Linked DNA regions of Anas platyrhynchos: region 2 is linked to region 1. A link is a contact called in public Hi-C data. All regions are on one chromosome and are shown on one strand. The core of a region is the stretch at or near the end of the contact, and the rest is flanking DNA. Distances in the headings are between cores, read along the strand shown.

Region 1 (6,561 bases), core at 2,419-4,918:
GGAGTGGGTCTAGAAGCTGAATGTGAAGACAGTGTCTTCTTTTGCGATTTCCTTATTGCCTTGCAAGAATAAAGAATGAAGTTGATGGCTGCTGCAGAAATCTCCTGCTACAGCTGTTCTTTTCATTGCCACTGGGGAGTGCTGCACTGTTTCTGTGCTGTGGCATCCTCTCCATCTATGCTGCAGAAAGTTACAGGGGAGTGTGGACTACCCTGTGACCCCCAACAAGAATACAATGTTTGTTAAAATTCATTATCCTTTGTGTTCTGTGATGTTCAACCTGTCTGAAAGTAGCAGCGTTTTTGTTTTTTCTTTCAGAATTGACTCATGTTTATACATTTAATAGAGTGAAAACAGTATGCCGTTAATAGAGGTAATTAACATACTTTTCTGTTGTGCCAGGAGCACCAAGTCCAAAGTAAGTCATGTATATGAACAGTATGGAACTGTAATACATTAAGTAATAAATATTCCATTCAGTCGTCAAACCTTGTAGTAACTTCAACTAAATGAAAAAGGCAATGTGTCTTATATCTACACGCTTGCCACCGTGGGAATTCTGTAGAAATGAGTGTTGTAAACATTTTTTCTTTCATTTTGACAGGTAATATTTGAAGCTGAAGTCTCAGATGGGAGAAATGGCTACATTGCCATTGATGACATCCAGGTTCTGAGTTACCCTTGTGGTAAGTAATGATTAAGAGCTGCATTTTTCTCCGTCTTTTCAGGACATATTTGATATTGCTGTGGACTGCTGAGTTTTCATCACTTGATCACAGATGTTCTTTGTTCTTTCGATAGCATTTCTGTTGTAGCTTCCAGGGTAAAATGTAGTGCAATAGAAGTTTACCTGGGTAAAATCTTTGCGTACCAGAAGTATTGCACAAATATAGAAGCAGAAATTCTTTAGTGCCCTTTAATGATAACCATAGCTGGTGTGCATGATAAAATCACGTTTTAATGTTAATATAATGTTATATTCACTGGTTACAGAAAACCGAGTTGGCAGATGCATGTGGGTTTACCAGATTTCACGTCCTTTCTTACTTGGGGGTATTTTTTTCTTATTTTATTTTTTTTCCAGCTATCAAACTATAGAAGGAATAGAAGGAAGTTGTTTTTCTTGGTTTTTTTTTTTTTTTTTTTTTTTTGGTTTATTTTGTGGACAGACTCCATGTTCACCTTTTCCTGTTTAATCACAGACAAAATTACACACATGTGAACCCAAGTTATGTTAATTCAAATGTTGCACGCATAAAATTTCTGAGGAAGAAATTATTACTGACACTTGCTATGACATTTGTGTGGTGTGTGTGTGTTGCTGTTCATTTCGTTCTTTTCCACTCTTCTGATCTTCCCTAGAAATCTTCTTTCTCAAATGTAATTTCATTGTAGTGTGCCTCATGACTGATAATTTAATTGCTTTCTGAAAGATAACACCACAACAAACTTCCTTCTCTAGATTTGTGAGAAGATGGTAAACGATAAAGCTTCAGTGGCAACCTTGCACCTTCTTTTCTTCTACCCCAAATCTATTAAGACCACAGCTCTCATGGGCTACCAAGCTTAAAGGGGTATTTGGGTTACTTCTTTATATTTTAGCCACCCCAACGATCTGATCTGATAGTTGATCAGATTCAGCAAAACTCTCCTTGTCTTCAATATCTGGCTTGGTCTTTTCCCCCTCATTTTCATTATTACTAGATAAGGTACTTGGGCATGGTCAGGACAGCAGATTATCAGCATGACACAGTATTCAGATAAGCTTTTCTGTGCTGATCTTTCAACCTTTTTCCTTCCACTTTTTTGTTTTTGTTTTTGTTTTGTTTGTTTTGTTTTGTTTATTTTACTCTAAGCACAAAGAAATAACAACTCAGCCGCTGTTTTAGTTGGTGGCCCTTGAGAAAGGAATGGGTGAGAGCTGTGTAATATAACCATTCCTCAAATGTGTCTGTCAGCTTCGTATGTCTAATAAATCCTTCAGGTGGTCGTGCCACAGAGCTTTCCTAGGGGTTTTGCCAGTGTGGGAAATAAATTTATCAGCTACTGAAATATTATGTTCAACAGCAGAAACTGATTTCATTTAGTAAAAGAATGCAGTTACATTGCAAATAATCTGAGCAATATCTATGTTTTTACTTGAGCAATATCCTTCTAATTGGCTTTTTCTCAGTATGACGGATTTTATACAATTGAAATTCTTTGGGATAATTTTTGTAATGTGCTACTGACATTCTGGCATTTGATCTCCTTTTCTTGGCTTTGATTTTTAAAAGACTATAATATAACTCATGCATTAAATAAAGTAGTAGGATCACCAGAGGAGAAGGGAAAGGACTAAAAGCACTCTTTCTTCTTGAACAGAGATGAAACAAATCATTTTCTTTCTTCTGTTGCTGTTTTTCAGCCAAAGGTTGTTATAATATGCGTCTTTGGGGAGACAATAATGTTGCTGGTACCTTTTTTTAGCAATAAGTGCTATTTGTAATTTGTGTTTTCCACCTCTGCAGATAAATCTCCACATTTCTTGAGGCTGGGGGATGTAGAGGTCAATGCAGGACAGAATGCTACATTTCAATGCATTGCTACGGGGAGAGATGCAGTGAATAACAAGTTATGGCTCCAGGTAAGGCCAACTCATCCAAGTCTATTTGGCTAGAGGACAAAAAAATGCTTTCTGGAGGGGGAGTATTTAAATTCATTTTTTTTCTTCTGCATGTAAACAGTTTAAATAAATTTTATGTTGGAGAAAGTTGTAATGGAGAAACTTGTAATCAGTTCTGTAATGTTTAAAAGCCTTGAATGAAAAATTAGGACAATTTTTATGGCCAATAGAGGAAGGTTGTTCTTTAACGCATTTTGGTCCTGCTGCTTGCAAAAAAGTTCCTCTGTTTGTGTCAAAATTTTTTACCGTTAACTGCATATAATTGGTATTTGGTGTCTAGTAAAACATACATGTAACACAGTTGTCATACATTTCTGTATGTTTTCAGAACTTTAAAGTAAATAGTTTTTTGCAAAATTTCTTTGAAATGGACTATAATCAGATAGAATTACTTTAATATTTTTTTTTCAAATATACTTCTGAAATTAATTATAATCAGTTCCTTCAGTGTTTTTTATTTTTTTCTCTTATTAGAGAGTTGGGCTGGCAAACCTTCAGTAACAGTTGCATATAGACATGTGATAAGCTTCAAATGTAAAAATAAATAAATAAATAAATAAATAAATAAAATTAATAGGAGCATTTGATTAGGAAAATCTAACATGCAAAATGTATTGCCAGACATATGTCTGCAACATTTAAAAAGGGGGCAAGCATCAAACAACAACTGCACTGCATTTATCAAAAAGGTATCTTATCAGTAGGAAGGATTTGTACTCCATGTCTTTGAGTAGTAAACTGAGCATGTATAAAACACATTCATTAAGGAAGAGGAGTTTGATTTCAGAGACTTGCCAAAGAGAGCATGTAAAGGACACAAACTGAAATTAAGCTGGCATGCTATACCAAAGACAGGACTATAACAAGAAGTGCATACAAGAAAAAATGTAAAGCACCACCTTCAGTAGATAATTGGTCAGAAAGGGCTGACAGCCAGCCAGCTGGAAATCTTCCCTATCACTCGGTCCTGTGAGTCAGATAACTCTGACAGATTATCCGTGCTTACTTTCAGGCCCTTGAGAAGCCCAGTTAACAGACAGACAACTCAGAAAACATATGTTTTGTCCCTTCATGTACTTTGTGGGTGTTTTTTTTGTGTGTGAATCACAGATATGGTGCTTCCTGATGGTGCAGATGTCTTTGACGTTGGAATAACTACACTTGTGCTTATGAAGTGCTTTGATATTCTTAAAGATACCTTGCTACTAAAATCATATGCTGGGACTTGCATTCCCCTTCTTATTTTCTCTTAAATAATGCAATATTTTCACCAATTTAAAGGTGAACTGTAATTTTTTTTTTCCCTCCCTCATTGTTCCAACCCTCCATCCTACTTTCCAGGTGTAAACGCAAACCTTCCGCTTTCCCACCTCTGAACATGGCAAGTTCCTGCTGTTTTGCTCAGCTAATAGTAAATTGACTCCTTTTCCTTAAAACATAGGGTGGATGTATATGAGGCCTCATGAGACTCTGAAGTGTGTGACTTGGAAGAGGTTCACTTTAGCCTTTGACCAAACCAGAGATTCATAAAGCCTGGATACCTGGGAAGGAAGAGCCAGAAGATCAAATCAAATGCCTAAGTAATTGTTTTTGAGAGCCCTGAGCTGAAACATTCTAGGAATGTATTTTTCTCATAACAACAAAGGCCAATGAGGAAAAAAGAAAAAATAAAGACCAATGAAAAAAAAAAAGACACTTTTCAAGTACACCGTGTTAGAGAAAATAGCTTTTGGTCATGTCCCTGTTGAAAGAGAAAAGATATTTCCTTGGGGGCAGGGAGCAGGAGGAGGGAAGAGAGAAGAAAAAGTAGCGTACAAGTTGCTATTAACACAGTCTTTCATAAGTAAAGATCCAAGGTCCAGTCTGGGACACTAGGACTTCTTATATCTGAAATGATCTAAGATCCTGTTTGCTTGCATTGAAGCAATAGAGTTGTGCAGGTACAGATTTCATTACAGAATCTACCACTGCTCTCTGGCTTTCCCAGCCCTCTACACAGAGGGCCTGAGGTAAATTCAGCAGCAGGGGGAAGCAGCCACCCTGCTTTGTTTTCAGAGTTGTGCTGTCTCTGGGTGCAGTCCCCTAGCTGCTTCAGCTATAATCTCATATAAGCTCATAATATGAGTTGCAGCAATCTCAGCTACTCCCTCCCCATCCCTTGTGTGATCTAACACTGGAGCTTTTGCACCTTTCTTGTAGGTCAGTTCAGGAAACTGATCTGGCTGAAAAGGATTTTTGTTGTTTTTGCTATTAGGGATGAGGGGATTATTTTATTTTATTTTATTTTATTTTGTTTGTTTGTTTGTTTGTTTGTTTTTTTAAGGGCAGTGTGTGTGTGTTTTGTTTTGTTTGCTTTTAGCTTGATTCACATCTGAATTACCTAACTATGTAAAAAGTGCCAGCAGATGGAAAAAGATGGGGATATTTGGTCAGAAGCAGGGAAGAGTAAAGTGTTGTAACAACCAGAGCTGAAGTTAAAAGTGGATCTCAGTGGGGTGTCACGTTGTAGTGACCTGACTATAATTTTCCAGTTAGTGGAGATAAAACCCTGATAATACACAGATGATCTGTGTGCGTGCACATTTCCACTGTTATTTTTGTTTCTGTGTGTATGTATAAATTAAGTGCACGTACCTTTGTGTGGCTGAAGATAGATGAAAATAGGCACAGCGTTTCAATACACTGTTTTTGAGTGTTTATTCCTGTAACAAGTCTTCATCAACTCCATTTTCTACAAATGCACCTCTGTAAAAAATTCAGACAAAAATGAATTAATATTGAATTGAACTTCTCCTGACATTCATTAGCGTAGATTTTGCTTGTTTATTTGTTTTTAGATTGTATCTTGTCTCCTGTCCCTTTCCATACTCCTTCACCTCCCAGCCCTGCATTTTGCAGCCCCACTGGACCAAGGTCTGGGACAGTCAGAGCTCTGGCATTGAAAGATAAGCAGTAAAGATAACAGAAGTCGTTAAAAGTTGCAGCTGCATTAATATAAAACAAATATTTGCACAGATAAAGAGATTTAACAGGTTGAACAGGATGATTTGAAACATACCTTTTGCGACTGCATATTAGGTGTGGGAGCAGGATAGCAATGCAGCACTTTTTCTTTTTTTTTTTTCCCATTTTTTCAACATGATATAGTATCCATTCTATTACGGTTGCAAGCTGAAGCATTTTCCTCATGGCCTACAATTATTGGCAAATTCTGAAAGAATTTCAAAGTCCTTAGGTTTTGTTTAAAGTGAACATTGATTTTCTTTTTGAAATGCATTCGTTCTTGGTGTGTATTATCTTTTCACCTACCATCACCACCTGAATGTAGTGCTGCAGGCTTCTTTCCCAATATTTTTTCCTCTTAAAATTTCCACTGTAGTATGTCACACACTAACAACTTTAGGTTGGTGCCGCTGTATGCACTGAGTCCTTTGGGTTGTGTGATGTCTCCCCACACCCGTGATGGTAACCTGGCATTTCTACCTGCTATGCTGGAGAACAATCTAAATATTAAAATGCAGAGATTGGGCTGGGGGGGCTTCTTGCCCATTTTATTTCTCTAGTGTGTGAAGAAAGCTTCCATGGTTTAAGCTTAAGCTTAAAGCTTCATTTCTCTACTGAGACAGTGCAGAAACAGGATTGCCTGAATAGAATAAATGGCATTTTGGTACACAAAGACTCCAGAAAGCAGTGTACATATTGTCCAGCATTTGTTCTGTGGATCTGATTGGGATATCAGAGCAATAGGGTTTTTTGCATAATCAGGCTGTGTTTAACTGCTTCCTGCGTTGGGAACAATTGTGGCTCCCATAAGCCCAATGTGATTTTCAGTGTCTTATCGATGTCCAGTTTAACTGGACACTCGCACAGCGCAGAGAATAGAGCTTTTTGCTTGA
Region 2 (6,561 bases), core at 2,271-4,770, 150 kb after region 1:
CCCCCAGGAAAGAGATGTTCCTTAACCCAAGTGAAATCTATGGGTAGCTGTCAATCATTTCTTTAAGACACTACATGGCATAGTCATCATAGTTGTAAACATGACTCTAATCATATCTTCCCTGTCAAGTGTTATCGTGTAATCTCTAGGTTGCTTTATGGCCTCCTGAAGTTTTAAACCAAATTACAAACTAGAAGTGCAAAGGGAGACAGGGCTGGGGGCTCATGCACTCTGTGAAGCGTGTACTGTTTTGCCATCGGTCTAGTGGATTAGATCCCAGTCAGTAGCATCAATGGTGCTTTGGCGATTCATTTGAAGACATTTGCTACTGCAGTTTTTCTAAAGAATCCTGACCGAGCACCATCAAAACAATCTTTTGTACGTCCTGCTTTCAAATCCTACTTCAAATAAGGATTACAAAGATCAAAATCAGCATGAACAACTTTTTAATGATGAGATTTATTTTATTTGATAGGGTTTCTTATACCTCTATATGCAGAATCAAGTTGTTTACATTTTGCAGCAAGGCTAATTAATGGGACTGCAACAGGGGGCAGCTAAAACATAGCTGTTGGTCGGACTTCCCAGGGCTCAGGCTGTAACTTGGGCTGTCAGGCAGTCTGGTGGTGCCCATCTAAAGAGAGGACACTGCCTCCATGAGGTGAGTAGAAGGAAATCTCCAGTTGATACTAACACCTAGTCAGAATAAGGCTGAAGTATGAGCATGTTCACCATGGCAGTATCTATTTGAGCCTGAGTTTTTAGGGAGTAATGAAAAGGAAGATCTGTTGGCAGGGGCTGCTTAGACTGTTCTGTGTCAGCTTGATCAATAGGGAAGTGTTGTGCAGGTTGTCTTCAGTAAAGATATAGTAATACATGTCAAAGAATCCAAGGATAAGCATAGTGCATAAACTTTCACTTAACTGTGATACCTGACCACCTTTGCAGCCAGTGCATACCCCAATTGAATGCTGCATATTTAGCTTGGGCTTCTTCTTCACATCTTCCAGTGGAGTGACCTTTCCTAACACTGTTATGAGTATGTAGAGTAACATACCCTACACAGAGTGTTGCTTTGGAACCACCGAAAGTGCTAGTAAATGGATTTAAACAGATGGCAGCACAAAGGGCCCAGAGGAAAACGATTGTATTCCTGCATGTCTTGTTAGCCTACTATGTTGCATGAAAAATACTGCCAGATCCCCTTTCCAAAAAAAAAAAAAAAGAAAAAAAGATCCTTACTGAAGATTTTGAAGACTTTCTGTCATTTACTATTCTTTACCTAAAAATAAAAAAATAATAACTAAAACCAATTGTATAGCTGCAGATGGCTACACCATGTATATTAATTTCTTATTCTCCATGTTTTTCTGGTATATGGATCATAAAAGGAGTGTTTTTGATGCATATTTTGTTTAAATTAGAACATATTTTATATAAAATAGAAAAAGTTTTAGAACATTCATATTTTATTGTGATCTTATGTTTAAAATTTCACCATGCACTTTATATCAGATTCAAACATCACTGCAGTATTTTTAAAGAAAGCTATTAAAAGGGACTTACCTAATATTTAATTCTTCTCATACTCTTCATCTTTTATTTTTGGTTTGTTTCAGTCTCCAAAGAGACTTGTCTTGAAAAAAAGATACATAACTTAGGAGGAAAAAAAAAAAAGAGAGAGAGAGAGAGAGAGAGATCACTTATTCCCTTATTCTATACAATGGAAGGGAAGTGGGTTTAATTTAGAAACTGTGGTAGATGTCAACTTCTGAGCTGAATGGCAACCAGGATATTCCAGGGGACGGTTGCTGATGTCACATGCAAACGTTGCCCCGTCCTTCTGCTTTCTCTGCTGGCTTTGTGCTCCTGAGTTGGCAGGATACTGTGATGACAAGTTTCCTGCTCTCCTGGCACTTCAGACAGCAGAATTTGTGTCGGTCCCAGTCCTTTGGCAGCTCCCAAGAGCAGGACTGCCGAATGCACAGAGCAGAGAGGCAGTGTATGTGTTCCCAGTACACTCGGTTGGGTGCCCAGTTGAGGAGCTGTGATTTTAACCCAGCCTGGCTTCAGGGCCAGGCTCAAGAGGAAATAAACACCAGCAGAAATTTCTTCCCTTGGGACAAGATAATCAAAAATGGTTTTTACTAATTTACATGCTGTCAAGTTTTTTTTGTTTGTTTGTTTTTTGTTTTTTGTTTTTTGCTATTACATTAATTTGGAAGCACAAAGAAAGATTTTGGTTATGCAGGGGTCATGTGGAAGTGATTTGTTGTTGCAGGCTGTATTAACTGGGCATGGTTAATACACAGAGGTTACCACAGAAGATTTATAGCCAAACTCAGTTCACAGACAGTTTATGAGAAACAAGAGATCCCTGGAAATATAACTCATTATTTTTTCATTTACATTCTTCATTTCTCCTGGAGTTTCAGAATGAGGTGACTTTGTATATTCCTCTTGGACACTCTGAAAGAGTAGAAACTTTCCTCCTTAATTTTTTAGGTGCTAGAAAAAGGGAATGGTAACTTGTTTCAGCTTGAGAAAGAAGTGAAACTAGTTTCTTATTTTTTCTTCTCTCATTTCTTCCATTCCCCAGTATCACACTTCATCTCTGCCACTACAGTTATTAGGTTTTCTGGGCAGTAGTAGCAGAGAAAATTGACAAAATAATTTAATGTTGCCCCATAAGTTCTAAAAAAAAAAGGAGGATTGTCTTTGTCTTTCCTTTTGGAGTCCCTGCAGCAATGCAGTGATGTTTCCAGAACTCTGCTTGATTTTACTTTTTATGTTTGGAAAGCTTTAAAACAAAACCAAAGCAGAAAATTCTGCCCACTTAATTGAATTGCTTCAGGTCTTGTCTACATGCGTAGGCATATTTTCCTACTAATCTTGATAACAAGGTGATGGTTTTTATAAGGCCCTGCATCTATCCTTTCATGTATCTGCAAGTAGATGAGGAAATCTGTGTATGTGAATATATATATCTAATGCATGTGTGTATACATACATATATAAAAGCACATACAGTTTTTAGAAACCAAAAAGCTGTTTGTTTTTTATTTTATTTATTTTTATTTTTTTTTCATTCTTATCTTATAAATGCAAGAATTGTCTCCTGTACTCAGTAGCTAAGTTCTGTACTTCTACAGGGAGAACTGGTAATGAGTTTGTAGCATACTGCAGTTATGTAGTTCCCCTGAAGGAGAAAGAAGAATGATAATTACCTGTTCTATTTAGAGAAGGTGATTCTGAGAAGTGACCAAGCCACAGACCATTTCAAGATAGGTGTTGGGGGGTTGGGATGGCAATTTAATAGGCCGAATGCCATCTGTTTCAGCAATTTGTAACATTTTATCATTGACAACTGTAGAGGAATGAGGCAGTCTATTTTGGTGGAATGGACAGATTTCTGTCCATCTGTGCTTGTATTACAGCATGTCACTTGTACTTTAGATCTGCATAGCTCTGAGCCAAGATAGAAGCCACAGCAAGGTCAAGAGGTGGAGAAGCCTGTCAGCACATTCTGTCTCTAATGATATGACAACTGCAAATTGGTGCTTCAAGCACAGCCTGGAGGCAGTCATTATGTTGGGCCTTGAAGCTGAGCTTTCTGTAGTATTATTTCAAAGGAAAACGCTAACTTCAGATGTTTCCGATTATCAGACAAAGAGTTTAATCTATTGTAGTTTAAAGTCAGATTCATTCCCGGTTATTTTGTTGCTGTTGCTGTTCTAAAAGCAAAATCATTGTTAGGAGATAATATGTATATACTTGGATTGTTGCTATTCCTGAAAAAAAAAAAATGCTGCTTCTTTTCAATGACTAAATTACATAGCTTTGCTACATTTGTGAATATATATATACATATATATGAAACATTTGTGCTTTCTCTGCATCCATGCCTTCACTGTCTGTTGTTTGTTTCGGTTTTTTTTCAGACTTCACACAAAGCAGTCAGATTAATACTTTTATGAGACTAGAGATTTGGCCATAGCAGGTCCCTTTAAAGATAAGTGTTTTTTCCTCTGTTTTGCCAGTGCCTACCAGATCGTTGTTGAGGAGCTGCACCCACACCGCACGAAGCGAGAAACGGGTGCTATGGAGTGCTACCAAATCCCCGTCACCTACCAGACAGCTCTCAGTGGAGGATCCCCATACTACTTTGCTGCCGAGCTGCCCCCTGGGAACCTGCCGGAGCCAGCCCCTTTCACCGTGGGTGACAACAGAACCTACCAGGGCTTCTGGAACCCCCCTCTGGCTCCTCGGAAAGGCTACAACATCTATTTCCAGGCCATGAGCAGCGTTGAGAAGGTGAGTGCCAGCCAGACCTTTCTGCTGGAAGGAGCCAAAGGCATGCCTGTGGTGACAAGGAGGGCTGCCAAAGTTGGGGGTGTTGGCAGTAGCACCATTGTAATCCTTGCATTGGCTTCTGTACCGTGACAGCATGGCAGCCTGCCATTTGCATTTCACACCACCCTTGTATCATAGTAACTGTTACTAGATGAGTGTTTAATACCTCTCTTAGTAATCGTCTGAATGTAGTAATCTCACTGCTGCGACTCTGCCTCCTTGGTAAATAGCATCCAGCGCTCTTTCCCCAGATCTCAGGAATTGCACACTTGTTACTGCAGGATAAACAGAAAGTAGGCAGCTCAGTGGGCAAATGAAATGTTATAAACTTTTGGAGAGTCTCATGCTGAACATCAAATAAAAAATAAAAAATTTGCTAGAGCAAGACTAACTCCAGGCCCACAGTGTGTTTCCAAGAGCCTTTATGGAAAGGTCTGCTTCAGGATTGCTCTACAGCTGTGCAGTATTCAAAGTTTGGCTGTCGCTCGCCTTCATTACCTCCCTGGTGTTCTGTTTTTAACTCTGTTGCTGAGTATTGTGGCTGGCTCTGCATGCATAAGAAAGGGAAAAAAGCTGCAGGAAGTTAAACACCGCAGTGGACTCCAGGTGGGAATAACGCCATGGCTCTGCGAGCCCCATGCTGTTGTTCTCGAATGGTTTCTCTCTAGCAAATGAAAGTCGGTGAAGGTGAAAAAGGTGCTAGGTACAGAAGCTTCAGATAATTAAAAAAATATATTTTTTCAATATATAGTTTAGGAAACAGAAGGAAATTACTGTAATGTGACTATAAGGCTCTCCATGTGAAATGTCAGGGAAGCCAGAAAAGAGCTGCCTGATAGACAGCGAGATTGATAGCAGCTGATGCTCACCAGGATCATTGGAAAAGAGCAGAAGCCATGTCTCCCTTGGGGTCTCCGCTGTGGCTAAGCAAACCACAGCTAACAAAGGGCTTTGCCTTGGAGTCTTTTGAAGAAAATCTCACCCACTTATGGTTATGAAAACTGCATGTACATCAAGTCAAAATGAGGAAAAAGCAGGAACTAATGAATTTATTTACTAGAGCTGTTTGAAAACTGGAGGCTTTTTATGATGGAAGAGACCGTTCCATCTCTCTAGATTTTATCTGTAGACCCATGTGAAGTAAACAATGCAAAAAATGAAAAGCAACTGCTAGTTACTCTTCCATATTTCCCATACTTTCTATATGTAATTCCCTTTCCTGTTGTTGGCTTCCAGCAGACTAAATTGTAAGGAAATTCATTTAATTCCCCAAGAAATAAATGCAAGGAAGAAGTTAAAATAAATAAATACATGCATACATAAATAGGTCTTTATTTTGGCTTTTACATTTTGACAGATAAGTAAATGAAGTAAATTCAGTTTGTGAAAGAGTTTGATACTAAAGTGGTTTTCTCTGGTATGACTTAAAACTTTGGATCGTATTTCTGTTCCTACAGGGATTTGAGGGAGGTTCTGGGAGCTGGGGTTGCACCACATTCTGCCAGGACATAGATCTAGTGGTTGAAAGATAATCTCTGAGCTACAGAATATTTAAACAGGTGCTTTACTGTAAACCACAGGGTAAACCAAAATAGTCATGGGGAAGTAAAGTATGTTCTGAAATAAACTGTAGGGTTGGGATGAGAGTTACACTGTGATATTCAGACATTTTGAACAAAAGTGGACTAGTAAATCTAATAAGTGGGGAGAGTGCCAGTTAGGTAAGATTATATGGATAAACTTCATGCATGTTTGTTTACATTGCAAAACTGTCTTTACGGAGCACTTACGGTAACCCTCACTCACTACTTCACTCATTCTTTAAGTATTGTGTTTGCAAAAGTTGCTCAGGGATCATCAACAGGAGAGAGAGCTGCAGGGATTCATTGGGATGGCAGTGCAGCGGGTAGCAGGACTAGATGGAGTATATTTCATAGAATGAAGCTTCATTATTATATTCTCTAGTTACACAATAGTATTGTTTAGGATGATCTAATATAGTAGCAGCTGCATCCTCTCATGCACCCTTATGCCATTTCAGTGTTTGCCTTTAAAATAACTGCGTTTTACGAAAAGGTCAGAAAATACATTTATGACTGACCCTCGTTTGTTCAAGTTGTACAGAGTGTGCATAACTAAGTCATTTTTCTGTTCACTTGTTTCAATTGCTGACCGAACCGAATTGCTGAAGGGAAAAAAAAAAAACAA

What was found. A called contact is a pair of places that touch in the nucleus more often than the background predicts.
Region 2: a Hi-C map of liver shows a contact between it and region 1, with 4 times the contacts expected there. The contact joins two enhancer-like sites. A contact is called at or near these places in 3 of 8 Hi-C or Micro-C datasets (liver, skeletal muscle and subcutaneous adipose tissue).

Annotation. Positions count from the first base shown.
Region 1 is chr3:64,573,458-64,580,018 of IASCAAS_PekinDuck_T2T, forward strand. PTPRK (protein tyrosine phosphatase receptor type K) reads left to right here. Exons shown (of 31, transcript XM_072036028.1): 4 at 605-686; 5 at 2,511-2,626. Among named protein-coding and RNA genes, the nearest start is that of PTPRK, 190 kb to the left of the region's middle. Within about 2 kb of position 3,669, at least 1 of the 8 cell types and tissues checked has an H3K27ac peak or open chromatin away from gene starts, as enhancers often do.
Region 2 is chr3:64,719,646-64,726,206 of IASCAAS_PekinDuck_T2T, forward strand. It overlaps PTPRK (protein tyrosine phosphatase receptor type K), which reads left to right. Exons shown (of 31, transcript XM_072036028.1): 12 at 4,041-4,314. Among named protein-coding and RNA genes, the nearest start is that of THEMIS, 95 kb to the right of the region's middle. Within about 2 kb of position 3,521, at least 1 of the 8 cell types and tissues checked has an H3K27ac peak or open chromatin away from gene starts, as enhancers often do.